2 separate regions of the Zea mays genome follow, and region 1 is linked to region 2. Evidence: chromatin contacts called from public Hi-C data. All regions are on one chromosome and are shown on one strand. The core of a region is the stretch at or near the end of the contact, and the rest is flanking DNA. Distances in the headings are between cores, read along the strand shown.

What was found. Hi-C and Micro-C count contacts between places; a contact is called where the count stands out from the background.
Region 1: a Hi-C map of leaf shows a contact between it and region 2, with 4 times the contacts expected there. The contact joins the promoter of LOC103646424 here to the promoter of LOC100193729 in region 2. A contact is called at or near these places in 3 of 25 Hi-C or Micro-C datasets (ear and leaf).

Annotation. Positions count from the first base shown.
Region 1 is chr2:50,014,778-50,022,101 of Zm-B73-REFERENCE-NAM-5.0, reverse strand. It overlaps LOC103646424 (regulator of nonsense transcripts UPF3), which reads right to left and starts at 1,327. Exons shown (of 13, transcript XM_008671161.4): 1 at 862-1,327. The coding sequence starts at 1,001.
Region 2 is chr2:49,785,253-49,792,795 of Zm-B73-REFERENCE-NAM-5.0, reverse strand. LOC100193729 reads right to left here and starts at 4,369. Exons shown (of 4, transcript NM_001138817.1): 1 at 4,235-4,369; 2 at 3,052-3,992; 3 at 2,814-2,957; 4 at 2,273-2,731. The coding sequence starts at 3,966. The coding sequence ends at 2,519.

The sequences.
Region 1 (7,324 bases), core at 78-2,577, 230 kb before region 2:
TGAGAAATAAAAAAGAAAATGATTAAAAGCGGTTGGAGTACTATTTTGAAGGATGAATCAACTTATAAATACTATTACAGAGAAGATCAAATTGAGAGTACTAAAGGAGAGAAGCCCCACAAAATCAATATTATAATAGCAAAAAACTCAGATACAAGTCCCTGTAACATTAAACTAATATATAAAACGGCCAGAGAAAATCACTAACCAGTAATCAATTACTGCAAAGCAAAGAAAGTTGAATGTGTAAAGGTAGTTCTAAACTATCAGATGGATTTAATTCTTCTCAGCAACTTTCTCTACAACTAAAGATGAAAACATGAGTCCAGACTCCAGAAGCAACAAAGATAGAATGAAAAAATGAATCTGCCATAATCAATAAATCTGCTGCCTTAACCAATGATTTTAGCTCTTTTAAACTCTATCAAAAGCACAGGTAGGTCAGATACAGATTGTGCAATACAATCAACAGAGAGAAACAGCTAAGAAGGCAATCCACTAGTTCTATGTTCTAGTTAACACTTCAGTAGCAATCAATGCTAAAGCAAATAAATTTAGACTTTGAACAGACTTTAATTGTAATTCAGATAACTCAGAATCTCTCCCAGGCCATTGCAAGACAGAGAAAATAATTAGGTCACCACAATCAGAGAAAGGTAAAATTGGACAACTCGGTAACTAATCTCACGGCTCTACCTCCATAATACACGGATGAACTGGCTAATTGCTTGCGATGTGGGTACACAACAACTAGCAAACGGAACGTAATAATAGCTTCCTACCACGGTTCATAGGTTAAACAGGATAGTACCACCCTCCCACAGCAACGCCACAAGCACTTGAAGCACAGAGAGCGCGGACCTGGCATTGCCGGGACGGAAGCAGGCCCAGTCGTACCGCCCAGCGAAGCGCGCATCGACCTGGTCCACGACGGCCTGCTGCGCGATCGCCGGCGGCAGCCGCCGGAGCACCACCTTCGTGCGGTGCGCCGGGTCCTTCATTTGCGCTCGCACCGCCGCCGACACCTCGAATCCTACTCGCGTCGCGAATCGCCGCGACACACGCACACACCGCAACACCGTCTCAAACCCTAGGGTGGGGTCACATCGAAGCGAGGCGGAGCAGACGCCAGCGAGATCTGGGGGACGAAAAGGGGGGGACGGGGGAGGTGGCTAGGGTTTGGAGCCGGGTGGGGATTTGTCTCGCTTCTGCTTCCCTTCACACTTCCCCTTCACCGTCGCGTCGTCGCGTGCTTTTTTCCAGTTTCGTCGCTCGAATAGGTTGGGGGTTTGGGTTGAGTTTTTTTTTTTTGAACCAAGAAGCTCCCATTAGGGTTTGTTCGGTTATTTTCAATCCATATGGATTGGAGGGGATTGATACGGATTGGAGGAGATTTTGACTTACTAGGGATTAAAACCCCCTCAATCCCCCTCAATCCATATGGATTGGGGTAGAACCAAACAAGCCCTTAGTGGGCTTCTAAAAGTTAGTATCCCGAATGTGTCGATTGAGATTATAGTATTATAACATATTTCGTCTTGGTCTTTTGGTACTTAAACGCGCTTTGATCCCTCTACCTGTGTATTGTTCGTTTACCTGGACAGTGTTACGTCAGAGTTTCTCTGACCCATTCCACAAAACGGATCAACCAGTTTCTCTCCTCCATTGCTCCTCGCGGCGCTTGTTTCTGGCGACGCTGAGTTCGTCGGCACTCGCTCGTTTCCGTCGTTTGCTCCTCCTCGTCGGCACTCGCTCGTTTCCCCTCCGAGTCTCGTCCCCTCCATGAAATTGGCGGTGCTGTTAATGAAATTGCAGAAGGTCTAGACACTGTGAGCACGGATCTGGAGGAAGTTTTTATTGGTCCACAACCTCTACTTGAAGACTATGAAGCCCTTGGCTTATACGATGGTTTCCAATGCGATGGTGATGTTGATGGTGACTGTAATGATGACTGGGTTTATGATGAAGATAGTTATCTAGACTCGGATGAGATCAATGATCGCCATCTATCACATATGAACGAGTGTATATGAGATATTTGTTTGTGAGAGGGTTTAGATTATGCCTATGTATAAATGTATGTGAAAAGGACAACCATCGGTTGAGTTAACTTGTTTGCACTTATCATGTGGAACCTTATGTAATATGTCTCGTGGAACCTTATGTAATATGTCTTGTGGAACTGTGTAGTTTGTCCTCAATGGCATATGTTTTGTAAACAACTTAGATAGTTTATATTCTATCCACGACATTAGACAAAAATCAGTTCAGCCAAGCTGTTGTGACTGAAACCATGACAAAAGCAGTTCAGCCAAGCTGCTGTGACTGAAACTGTGACAAAAGTCATCTGTTTATGTTTCTGTTAACAGCAAGCTGCTGTGTCAGAATTTATGAACAACCAAGTAAACATAGACCAAGAATCTGTTTATGTTTCTGTTAACAGAATTTGTGAACCCAGCTAGTTTTTGTTTCTGTTAACAGAATTTGTGAACACAGACTAAGAATTTTTGTTAACGGAGTTTGTGAACAACCAAGTAAACACAACCAAGTAAACCCAGCTAGTTTTTTGTTTCTGTTATAATTTCTATTTCTGTGAACAAACGATTTCTGTGAAAAGAGACTTGCTCCAAACAGAAGGTAAACACAGTCAGTTGCACCATATGTCAGGTTCAGAAATTCAGAGAAGCAAACGTCATGTTCTTTACAGAGAAGCAAAATACAGGACACAACTCTAGGTGCCTACGATTGTACAACTCAGGTTCAACTCTAGGTGCATACGAACTTCTTCTTCGGAGTAAGCTTCTTTTTCACAGCTATCCTCCATTTCCTAGGTGTTGAACACTCCACTGGTGGCACAATTTCACTTGTATAAGGCTCTTGTACAATTTGTGCCGATGAAGAAGGGATGGTTACAAGTTGTTGTGAGCTTGTTTCCTCGGGTACAAGCTGTTGTTGAGTAGAAGCTTCATGCTCATTTGGAAACCATTTTTAGTTGTGTTTTTCCTCGGCCTCCGTTTCCTGTGATGATATTGGTTAGATCAACAATATTGAGGTTAGCAAAACATTAACAATAGCCCGCAAGTTGTTTACGTAGTACCTTTTCTTTGTTCCATTGAGGGGGCACTTGTAGTTGCTCTTTCTATGCCCTAACTCCCCACAATTTGGGCACTTAAATTTCCCCCTAATCAGCTTCTTTGTTTTCTCGTTGTCATTTGTCGGTTTCTTTTTGCCGCTACCATCCTCCAGACAACTCTTCATACTATTTTTCCTTTGACGTCCTACACCTCTTTTACTAAGGGGTGCACCAACCTCTTTTGCAAAGTCCACCTTTGGCCAAAACAACTTGTTCTCAATTGGCTCCACCAATCGTGAGTACGCTTTCCTAAACATATCGACAGAGTAGTAATCATCAAAGAATTCCTCCATCATTGCATTTATGAATTGTTGTGTAGTTATTAGACATAACGCATGGTGGCAAGGATTGCCGGTATGTTGCCAGTCTAGGCATGAACATTCTCTTAGATATGCCTTCACCACATATCTAGATACGCAATCAATGTTGTCCCTGACCTCGGAAACATAGTCATCACCTTTTATCACTTCCAAGTGCCCAAGCCCTCTAGTACGTGCATTTAGTTGGGCTATGATGGAGGGTAATATCTTTCCTTCTAATCTCCGTCCTATCCGCCTTATCTTGTGAAAAATTTGCATAATCATCAACCTTATTTGATCAGCAAGGTCGTATACTGGAAGGTCCTTGTAGTCCTTAATCCAATTGTTGAAGAGCTCCGTAATGTTATTAGTCACATAGTCACACTTGATGCTAGGGTTAAAACCATCGTGGTACCACAACAAACTATGAAACTTATCCAACCAATCAACGATGATAGGGTTCTGTGTCACATTCGCAATGTACATATCATAAACTTCTTTCATGTATGCCTTAGCAGTAGGGTACATGTATTCAGAACTAGCAAATTGCTTGACAAAGTTGTTCATTAGATGCCTAAATGTAACACCCTATATTTGGGGGTATAAAATTTCTTTTCTAATATTCACCAAATTCAAGTGTTACTCTCTCATTTCTTTGCTTTCCTTCTCTTTTTCCTAAAAATAGAGAACTTACTTTGTTTTATATATACTAGTGTATGGGGCGCGCCCATGCGCGCCTGCCGATAGCTGAATAACAAAGTATAATGTATGATGTGTACGTTATGGAGTAAATAAGTACATAAGTGCAAAATCAAATTTAACAAAACTCTAGCGTTTAAAGAACTCATAGTGTACATAGATGACAATTCTAGCGCTAACATAAGTTGTTGAGTCAACCGATATGACATATTTATTTAGTACATTAGTGGCATAATTGAAGAGTTGGTCAGGGATCGCTTAAACATATACATAACTGCAAATGTTTTAGCAGTTTGGTTACATGTACACAAAGCACCCGTGCTCCAAAAGTGACGATTCTCGTCATAGGCATGCAAAATAGTTACCTGTATAGAAAAAAAGAAACATTAGTTGTTAAAGAATATGTGAGCTATTGTATTGTTGTTCAATGGTTATGAAGGAGAGTGAACAATAATATGCAAATTATATTGATTACAAACTATGTAGAGCGAATGAGAATAGATGGTGTAGTACCTTGGTGGCAACGACGATGATCTAACAGTTATGGGTCTAGGGTCTGTAGAACCTTACTGTTGTTCGTGGAGTTGGCTAGTCTTGATCTTATATGTGTTTTGTGATGTTAGAATGAATTATAATTCATAAATACAAAAATCAAAAGTATATGTTGTTTGGTTTGCTTCTCTTTTTTGGATAATACATACTTCTTAGGCTGATCTGAAAGTTAGTCGTCAACCTGTATTAAGTGGATAAGAAATGTCAAATAGTGTGTTTAATGTAAAACAAAAGTTGAGAAGTTATTTTGTGGCCTTTTATCGGTGTTTTTTAATTTGTTGTATCAGTGTTGTGAAACTATAAATCTAGCATTTGTTAGCAATATCTTGATAAACATAGTTACCAAAGGTGGTTAAAATCCTTGTGTTAGATATAAATACTTCACCGCCCTCGGCCCTGGACACTTGTTTGCCAAACTACCTTTTTCTTTTGTTGATACGAACAACATAACACCAACATAGATTTTTGTCCTGATCAATTATGGGTAGGCTAGGGATCAAACTCAAAAGAAACAAAGATAGGGGGAAAACACTAAAAGGGTAAAAGACAGAGGGTAAATATGAAATAGCTAGTGGCTTAATAGGTTTCACATTGCTCAAAAAGAGTATAAATACTGGATAATAAATACCAATATATTTAGTATGTAGCAGTAGATATGATTACAAAGTTATTTAAGATTTTGTGTAGCTTTACAATTTTAAAAAGATATATAAAAATCAAGGATATCTGGTCGCGTGATAGTTGATGAGAGGGATTTGAAGTTGTAATACAAATGTGTTAATTAGCAGAAACTAAAAGAGAAAAATACTTATCATATATGTTTCCTTTATTGACTGATTGCAATGTTATCAAATACGCTATCCTTATAGAAATCTTAGAAAATAGCGTCTATCATAAGATAGAATTTGTGAAATTTTGTATCTGTGATTTAGTTTGGTTTGGTTCAATCTTTTGTTGGTATGTAGTCTGATGCTATGAAAGAACCCAGATCAGATAGTGTATCGTAAGTGGATACTGACAACCTAGATCAAATAGTCTATTATAGGTAGATATTGACAACATTCAATAGCAACTTAAATAGTTTCAAAAGGATAGCAGTGATTGGCTACTATGTAAAAATAAAATGCATGACATGAAAATTGTAGAACATAAAGCACAATGTGTTGGTAAAATCGAAGTGGCACAGAAAGTACACGAACCATGCATTCATAATGTTGAATATATGCAGCTTAATTTTGTACTAACTACTAAGACACCATGATACCGAAATACCAACAACCCAAATAAGTTAGTCTAACATAAGTATATATTGAAAAAATTACAACAAAACTGATATTATTTGGCGCTATGTTCTCCACCTCCATATGTCAAAACATATAAACAACTTATAATCCAAGGTCATGCAATTCAATTTCCAAAATAAGTTTCCTTCAAGTCAGGTAATCTTCTCTGTATACTGGAAACACACCACTGAACCCTGCCTACCCAGAAATATATGCACCCACCATCCTAATTCTAATGCATTCATATGTGCAGATGATGTTAGAACTGAAAGTAATGCCACATTGTCAGGATGGCTGGTCTCCATGCTGCATTTAGGATAGAAGAGCATGGAGGACATGAGAAGTTTAAGGATAACATAGGTTGCTTTGTCTTTTTTCATATATGAGTTGACATCGACCACCCCAACATTGTGTTCTCTTTATGTGTCTTACATGCCTAAGAAGATGACACTGAGGTTTGGGAAATAAAGGTATGGACATAATCTCGCGCCCCACACGCAACATTTTTTATCATCATATTACAATGTATATAAAAAAGAAGAATGTTATATATGAAGGTATTGAGGTAACACAACATTGATATACATGCATTGTACTAGTTCAAAGTTGATATGATGATATAAATACAATTTTGGTACCAGTTCAAAGTTATGTGTGATGCAATGATATGCTATCTTTGTCTTCAGGAAGCAGATAGCATGATGTAAATGCTAACTATATATACATGCATTGTACCTAGCTAAGGATGTTCCTTTTTATGGCCTGTTTCCTTCTAAGGATGTCCCTTTTTATGACGTGTGTTTTTATTAGAATATATAAGGCTGTATGTAGGAGACTGCAAAAGGCTGGAATTTTTCTTTGTTTCCATTATCTAAAAAACCTAGCTACAAAACAATAATATATGTAGAGTCTTGGCGTCATATCTAATTGGGTCATCACCTAAATAAATATAAGTTTCATCGTATCTAATTGTGTGCTAAAACAATTTAATTGCAGCTACAAATAGTCAGATCAAAGTATTATAGGACTTTGGCCCTTCCTGCTCCTAAAAAATAAAAGAATATTGGAGTATTATAATGACCTACACCATCAAGGGATGAACAAATAAACACTATCAAATATGGGACAGAATCGACCGTATGAACAATGTCTACCACATGCATTTCGTCAAGGCAATGTCTACCATCAAGGGATGAACAAATAGACATTATCAAAACTAGAAGTTGATATACATAATAATGCAATAAAGACATAGACGGTGAAATAGACGGGCTAGTGACCGCAACCAGAAGGGAGGGGAGAGCATACCATTGAGGTTAACATGATGTGCTCATCAATCGGTTACTTGCTTATGAAAC
Region 2 (7,543 bases), core at 3,120-5,619:
TTCGTTCCAGGCGTGGGGAGGGATGCCCTCCAAACACAGTATGCCATGAAAGCAGAGGTCACGGCGCTCCTCGAGGGCGACCAGCTGCCATGGCCTGATGCGGAAGTCAAGGTTGTTGTGTAGGAAGTCTCTTGTAGCGACGACCGCCTCTCGGTGGTGGCGGTGTGTGAAGGTGACGAGGAAGTCGCCAGGAGGGCTTCGAGCCACCTTGATGTCCTCTGTCCTCACCCGAAGAGGGAGCAAAAGGCCCGCATCACCCGCTCCGGGCTGATGTCGGGGCGGTCACGCCCGAGCCACACTACCACAGCATGGGAACTTAGCCGCTCAAGCTCCCTCTCCATGTTGCTGGTGGAGGAGGCAACGACGCAGGGATGCTCCGGGCGGTCAGCAGGGTCGCCGGGTTGAGCCATGGGCGGGGCAGCGAGCACGAGCGGTGGAAAGTTGACGTTGTCGAGGCGGGGAGCTTGGCACTTGGGGGTTGGAGGTGTCTTACTACCCCTTTCGGAGCACTGCCAGGAACGGTGTCCGTTGTGCAGGCAATTTATGCACCTCACCGGGTCTCTGCAATCAATGGCAAAGTGGCCTCTACCTAGGCAGCAGGCGCATTTACCTTGCAGACTTACCAGCAGACGGCTAGGAGTCGGGGTCGAGCGAGGCACCCTTGTCGCGCGGTCTAGTTCCGGCAGCACATCGGCGCCTGCGCCGAATCGTCGTCCACCTGCCAGGAGCTTCGTCTTCAATGTGGTTGTAGCCATGGGTTGTCGGATCGGGGGAGACATCAAGGCGACTGGATTTGCTGGTGGATTCGGGGGAGGAGAGGTAAGTGACGTCTGGCACGTCGCTCGTAGTTAATGCAAAGCGTGCGCGCTTGGAGGAGGGAAGGATTTAGGGCAGGCTGGCAGACACGTGAGAGCGTGGTGGAGGCGGCGACAGTGGGGGCAGGGGCATGGGAGGCCGAGCTAGCGGTGCTAGGGGAGTACACTGGGTCGAATCTGGCTTCCTGGGGGTGGGATCTGCCGAGGACGACGGGACAACGGCAGATCGGGAGGATGCGGCGGCGGGGGGAGCTCGGTCGCCGTGGGGGAGAGAGCGGGTGGGGAGGGAGGCCATCCCGCTCAGCCTCAAAATCTGTCTCAATGTGTATCCATAGAGACAACATTGAGATGGGGAGGTCGGGAGAGAGAAGAGGCAGCGGTTTCCACGGTGCGATCCAAGAGAACGGGGCGAGGCGACGGAGGGGAACAAAGCAAGGGTTCTATGAGAGCGAGGGAAAGCTACGGAGGCAGTGTTGAGATTAAGAGTCTAGGGCAGCGGGTTAAATTAGAGAGAAGTGTTCGGACTTTTTTTTCTAAAGGAATGACCGTAGAAATCAAGTAAATTTGGGCTTTATAAGAGTAAAGATTATAATCTATTAGCGTGGGGTGTTTGAGAACACTAAAGATAATAGTTAACTGCTAAAATTAGCTGAAGACGTATAAACAGTCTAGTTAATAGTTCAACTATTAACTATTTTTAGCAAATTAGCCAATAGTTAGTTAACTATTTGTTAGCTGGTTAATGCACTAGTAATTTTTTAGTCAACTAACTACTAATTCTAGTGAATTCAAATATCCCTTTGGTGTTGTGGTTGGTAGGAATTTGGGCCAAATTCACACACTGGTGCATGTCGAGGTTGGATGATTATCCTTTATCTTAAAAAAATGTGGTGCTTCTAGGAACACGCATGGGCCAACTGTGGGAGCAAGAGTGCAAGAGCACAACTGACTGGTCGATCCACAACTGAAACCCTCCATAGTTAGAGCTTAATCGGGGATGGAAATGAGAATGCATCACAGAAGTCGAATAACACTCAGAAGTTGCACAAGGAAAAGTAGAGACAAAGTGAGAGCAGTGTAGCAGAATCAGGAATGATATTATCCATGAAGTTGGACTGATTTTTATAGCACAGGAGTAGAGCGGTGGATAGAGACATGACAACAGAATGCTAGAGGCCAGAGGTCCCTCTCACAAAAACTGATGGTCTGCAAAGGATTCATGGCATTTTGGCTCATCGGTTGCAGGAGATGAGAAGTGGTTACCAAACCAAAAGGCACAGGAATACAGGATGCAAGGTCCAACCAGAAGTCCATCGAATCAGTGCGAAGTTTAAGCATAACAGATTGGGAATTAGCTTTGTAGATTAGTGAACGCATGCAAGCTCAACAAAAATACGAAATGAACTCGAAGATTCATTTCGAAACAGCCTGCATCCACCAAACTTGAAACCGGATATACAAGGAAACGAAGCAAACATGCAATTTTCTGTTCCCTTTGAAGCATGCAAGCTTACACCATAAGGACTAGAGTCTCGAGCTGCAGACCACACAAAACAAGTACCATAGCTCGTAGAACTAAATTATCTAGAAATGAGTCCAAAAGAACACGCCCAGCAGTTCAACTAAGGACGTCTAAACACAGGGGAGGCATGCAAGCAAAGTTCATAGAAGCCACTGTGTGACCAAGTGCCAGATGACCTGGACTAAGGATGATCCGGGTCAACCTTGGTGAGTTTTATGTAATTCTTGGGCAGGTCCCCTGACATGCTCCACAAAAGTTCCACCACCTTTTTCGCATCGTCGTCTTCATAGATAATTTCAGTAAGCTTGAGGTTCTTGCACCGGACGTTAAACTGGTTCAGACACCCCTTGCTCAATCTGGCTTTTCCTTTCTTTTTCTTGGGATCTTTTGAGAACTGTTCACATCACAGAAAATGTACGATATTGAACTAGAGAATTAGTCAGGATCAGATGTTCAATGTCAAAAGTGCAGTATACCTTGCAACGGCCCAAAGTGAGCTTCTCCAAATCAGGTGAATGCTGAAGAAAGTTTGCCAACATCTGGAAGTTGTCAGTAAGATCACATTTTTCCAATAACAAGGTCAAAAGGTTATGGAATTCTGGGAATTCTTCACTGATCACCTGGAATGTATTGTATAGTTCGTTGAGTAACAAAAATGGAACCACAATATAATTAAGAGCAGTAAGAAAACATGGATGAAGACAGCAGTCAAACCATTGTCTGGAAACCTGACAACACCAAAGTTGTCACATTAGACACACTACAAAGAAGCTTGAATTGGTCCTTGCTGAGTCCACTTCCTACACTGTCCCTTAGATAAATTGAAGCCTTGGCAAGAGATGACATCTCATCAAATGAAACATCGCGTTTAACAAAATAAGCATTCACATCCAGGAGCAGATAAGCAACAGCAGGGGCCTTCAAAACCAGCCTATTTATGTGGTAATATCCACTAGCAATAATTGTTAAACTCTTCAGCGTGGGTGATGTAATCCCAGAAAGCTCATTGCATCCGCAATTTTCCAGAATCAAGTTCTTCAGTGTGTGGGATGTGACCTCTTCAAATGTGCACGGGCAATCTTTGAGCTCGAGAACCTCCAAATACGGGCACCCTGAACTGACATGCTTCATGAAACTGCCATCCAGATATACACCGGAGAGGTGTAGTTTTTTGAGGCGCCAAAAGGCTAAGTTCGATTCCTTGTGCATAATGCCAGGATTCTGGGCACTGTACTTTATGCCATGACGGATCCATCTAACTGATGCTCCACGATGATAATATTCATCATCGCTAACATGCAGACGAAGTGTATCCAGGAGCGCAATGGAAATATTATTAGGTATAAGCAGGTGGTCGGTAAAGTCCTCGAAGTCTTCCTGTTCCTTCTCTGTGATGCGGTTCGAGCCGGCGGCCTTGAACTCGTCCTGGTCAATGTCAAGGCATGGCACAGAGCGCCAGAGGTGCCTCCACCTGGTGGACAGCACGCAGGTCTGCACCACCTGACGGGCCTTCAAGAAGGACATGATGTGGTGGATGAGACAATCCGGCAGGGAGGTCAGCCTGTCGCCGGCCAAGCTGCTGCTGCCGCTGCTTATACGGAGTCGCTTTCCGATCGCCTCGAGCTCCATGGAATGCCCTGCTCAGTGTACTTCCTCTGTAGATGGCCAAAATGCGGATACAGTAAAAATGAAAATCCTCGTTTGCCCAACTCATCCATTCACACGAAATCTCAATCAATCTGAAAGATAAGATGCTCTAGCGCTACTGGATCAGAAGAGACACACGAATGATTTCGAACACGTGATCTAGCATTGCTATACTAGTAGATTAAAAAGCAAAAAAAAGAAGGGTTTTTTAGAGCAAAACAAATCATGAAGGATCGCGGAAGGGACCTACCGAGTGCCACAACCACACGTTCGTCGGACAAGAGCCCGACCGGATAAGACGGAGCAACCAGGACTCCAGGAGCAAGCTGCAAAAGGGACAAGCTGAAGTGCCAGACGCCTTGACCCTTCGCCTTCCCGAGCGATGGGAGGGGGAAAGAGGAGGATTCACGGAAGCGAGGCTCATATATAAGGGTCCTTTTGCAATTTTGGCTTTGGCTTATCCGTAGTCCGTAGAGATTGAGCATCTTCACCAGTAAAAAAAGTCCCTAAAATTAATTTAAAATGTTATTATAAAAAAATCATTGTCCAACGAATTTTTAAATGAGATTTCAAAATATCTCTATTTAATCATCGGACTTGAGAAGCTATTTCACGCTTCCTATAGTTTATTTTGCACATTAACCACACGGTAAAAGCACTTGTTTTATATTCATAAAAGAAAGACAAACATCACAAACTTTCAACAACAAATTGTTGGAACTTGCTCTCCCGAGCAAGTTGATCCAACGGAGGAGTGAAGCAACGTAAATAGGGTTTTTGCTCGAGATAGTAATAGCTCTGTTAATATAGCCTCTCAAGGGCACTGTGCGGGGGTATTTATAGGTATCTGAGTGTCCAGCGTCTAGTGTTAAGGACGCATGTGCCCTCAGGCACCTAGGTTATCCCCGGAATATTCCCATAAAGCAGGGTTACAGACTGTAATTACAGGGAGACCTTTACAAATTAGGCCCGTAATGCGCAGCGGCCACGCAGGGCCTGTTACAATGGGCCGGATCACACGTGGGCCTCCATGTTGAACGAGGCCGCAGGATGCGACGACCTCGTCGCAGGTCTTCGTCCGGCGACGCGTGGGACGAAGGGTAAATCTGCCAGTCGTCTTGCCTCCGTTGGTGTAGCAAGGTTGGCGAAGGCATCGAGCGAAGGGTGGCGTCTTCGCCTTTGCCCCAACATTTGCCCTCCGAGGGACCAGTTCGACTAAGTCATCTGGTGCCGAAGACGTCGCTAGATGGTGGAGACGCTGCCCTCGCTCGAAGTGGTTCCGCGGGGGTTTTTGACATGACCGTTGATTGACGCCGTACTGTTGAAATGCGGGTTTCCCGAAGCGCCGCGCCCTGTGTATAAAAGGGGGCGGGGGCGGCGCGTTTTGAACCTTATCTTTCCGCGCTCCGCGAAAACCCTAATTTCCTTCTCAAACCGCCCGCTGCTCGTCTGCCCTCCTTGCTTTTGCTCGTCGGAGATCTGGTCCGTGTGAAGCGGACCGCCCGCCGCCGCCGACGGTACGTAGCGATGCCGTCCTCTTCCTCTTCTACTTCCGATACGCCGCCGCCGGCCGGCGCGTCGTCCGAGGAGACGCTGAGCAATGTGGCGGCGGAGGAGTTGCGCGCCGGCGACACAGTGGAGTTTGGCGTGTCGCGGATGTCCTCGGTTCGCGTGCAGGACATGCAACAACTTGGTTATTTCGGCGGCGGAGTGGCACGTGTCCCGGGGACAGAGGAGGTCCCCGAGCCGGAAGGCGAGTTGGTCGTCTTCGAGGCTTTTTTCGCCGCTGGTCTTCGTCTGCCTGTGCATCGATTTATGGGGGAAGTTCTGCGTAGATTCAATGTCCAGGTCCACCAGCTGACGCCGAATGCCGTGGTGGCCCTGTCAAAATATGTCTGGGCAACGACTTCGTACGGCGGGCAGCCATCGGTCGAAGTCTTCGCGAAGTATTATTGTCTGCATTGGCAGAAAAGGAGAATCAGAAATAAGATTGCTCAATTTGGATCTTGTACATTTACGCCGAAGACCGGCAAGACTTCGATGGAAGTCGTTGAGTTGGTTCCCTGCACCCGCAATAAATGGGGCAACTGGTGGGAATTTTGGTTCTATGTTGCCGAAGGCACAGTCGAAGACCATCCGGGGCTGCCAGTGGCCGAGATGTGTTCGCATTATTACTCAGCGTACCCGCAGTTTGAGGTAGCGGAGGAGGATGAAAATGAAGAGGCCCTTCGGTGCGCGGCCCGCATGAGCAGCGGACGCGATCTGGTTGAAGAGTTTGTCGAGTATGGGGTGTGGCCCTTGGAGTGTGGCTGGGCGCTGGGCGAAGTATGCCCTCGCCAGATGCCTTCTCGCGGCGGGATGCTGGTGCGGAGTCCTGCCTTCGCACTAGATTTGCATGACCGAGATCCCGCCGCATTCGTGCGTGAGGCGGAGGATGGGGCGGTGCGGATTGTTGGTCGCTACGTGCCAAAGACGGAGGCCCAGCGGAGTTGGGATATACGCGGATCCAACGACCACCTAAATAGGGTCTTCGAGTTGAACTTTTTGCCGTATGGCGGTTATCCTGGGCAAGATGTTGTCGACCGCCGCGGGAAAAAACCGGCGGCCGAGACTGAAAACGACCCCGCGCCGGCGGCCGCCCCATCTACTAAGAAGAGGAAGCTAGGTACTGCGATGGGGGAACTGGGGGTCTCCGATAGTTTTGCTATGGAGTTGATGGGGACATGCGCGGCCCCCGGGGGAAGGATGTCTTCGCCCGAGCTCCGGGAGTCTTCGGCGCGGATGCTGGAGGTTACCGGGGGTCGATGGCCTAAGAACGTTCCTATCCCCCGCGCGGCCGACGAAGACTTCTTTACATCTCGCATGGTTCGTGACTTGAGAGTGTTTCCTTACGGGCAGAATATTGCTGCTGTTGTGTCGGCAGTGATGGACAAGGATCGCCAGGAAGCTGCGCAGAAGCGTCGGGCGGTCATCAGGCTTCCCGAGGCTAGGCCGAAGAGGGCGCGGGGGACTGCGAAGGCTACCGCCCTCGGCGGAAGCCAGCCGACGGTGATGGCGAAACCGGTCGCCCCTGGGTCCAGCAAGGTGCCGGAGGGCGCGAAGGCGGCCGACGCCGGCGGAACCAAGTCTGCCTCGGCCGGAGCCGCGAAGGCCCGGGAATTGCCTTCGCCAGGGAAGCGCATTGCCGACTTCGGCACCAACATTAGTGTGGACGATTAAATCATTGGTAAGTTTTTTTTGACTGGTGATGCATTGCAGGATCAGGCGAGGGGCAACTTGCTGTTGTGCCGTCTGCGGTGGCGACCACGGTGTCTGCCACGGTGCCTGGGGTGACCGGTAGCGCTCTTAGAGCTAGTGGTGAGATTTCGGCGCTTACTGCAGTCAAGGACGAAGCGGGGCACTGTGTCCCGCCGGCTGAGGGAGGCGTCGCAGCGGCTAAGTCAGGTAAGTTGAGCTGGACTTCGGTTTTCAGGTTGAGCTGGACTTCGGTTTCACCGCTTTTATGGGGATCATGGTCTTATCTGTGTCTGTTAGGCGGCCAACTTCGCCGACCTCGTGG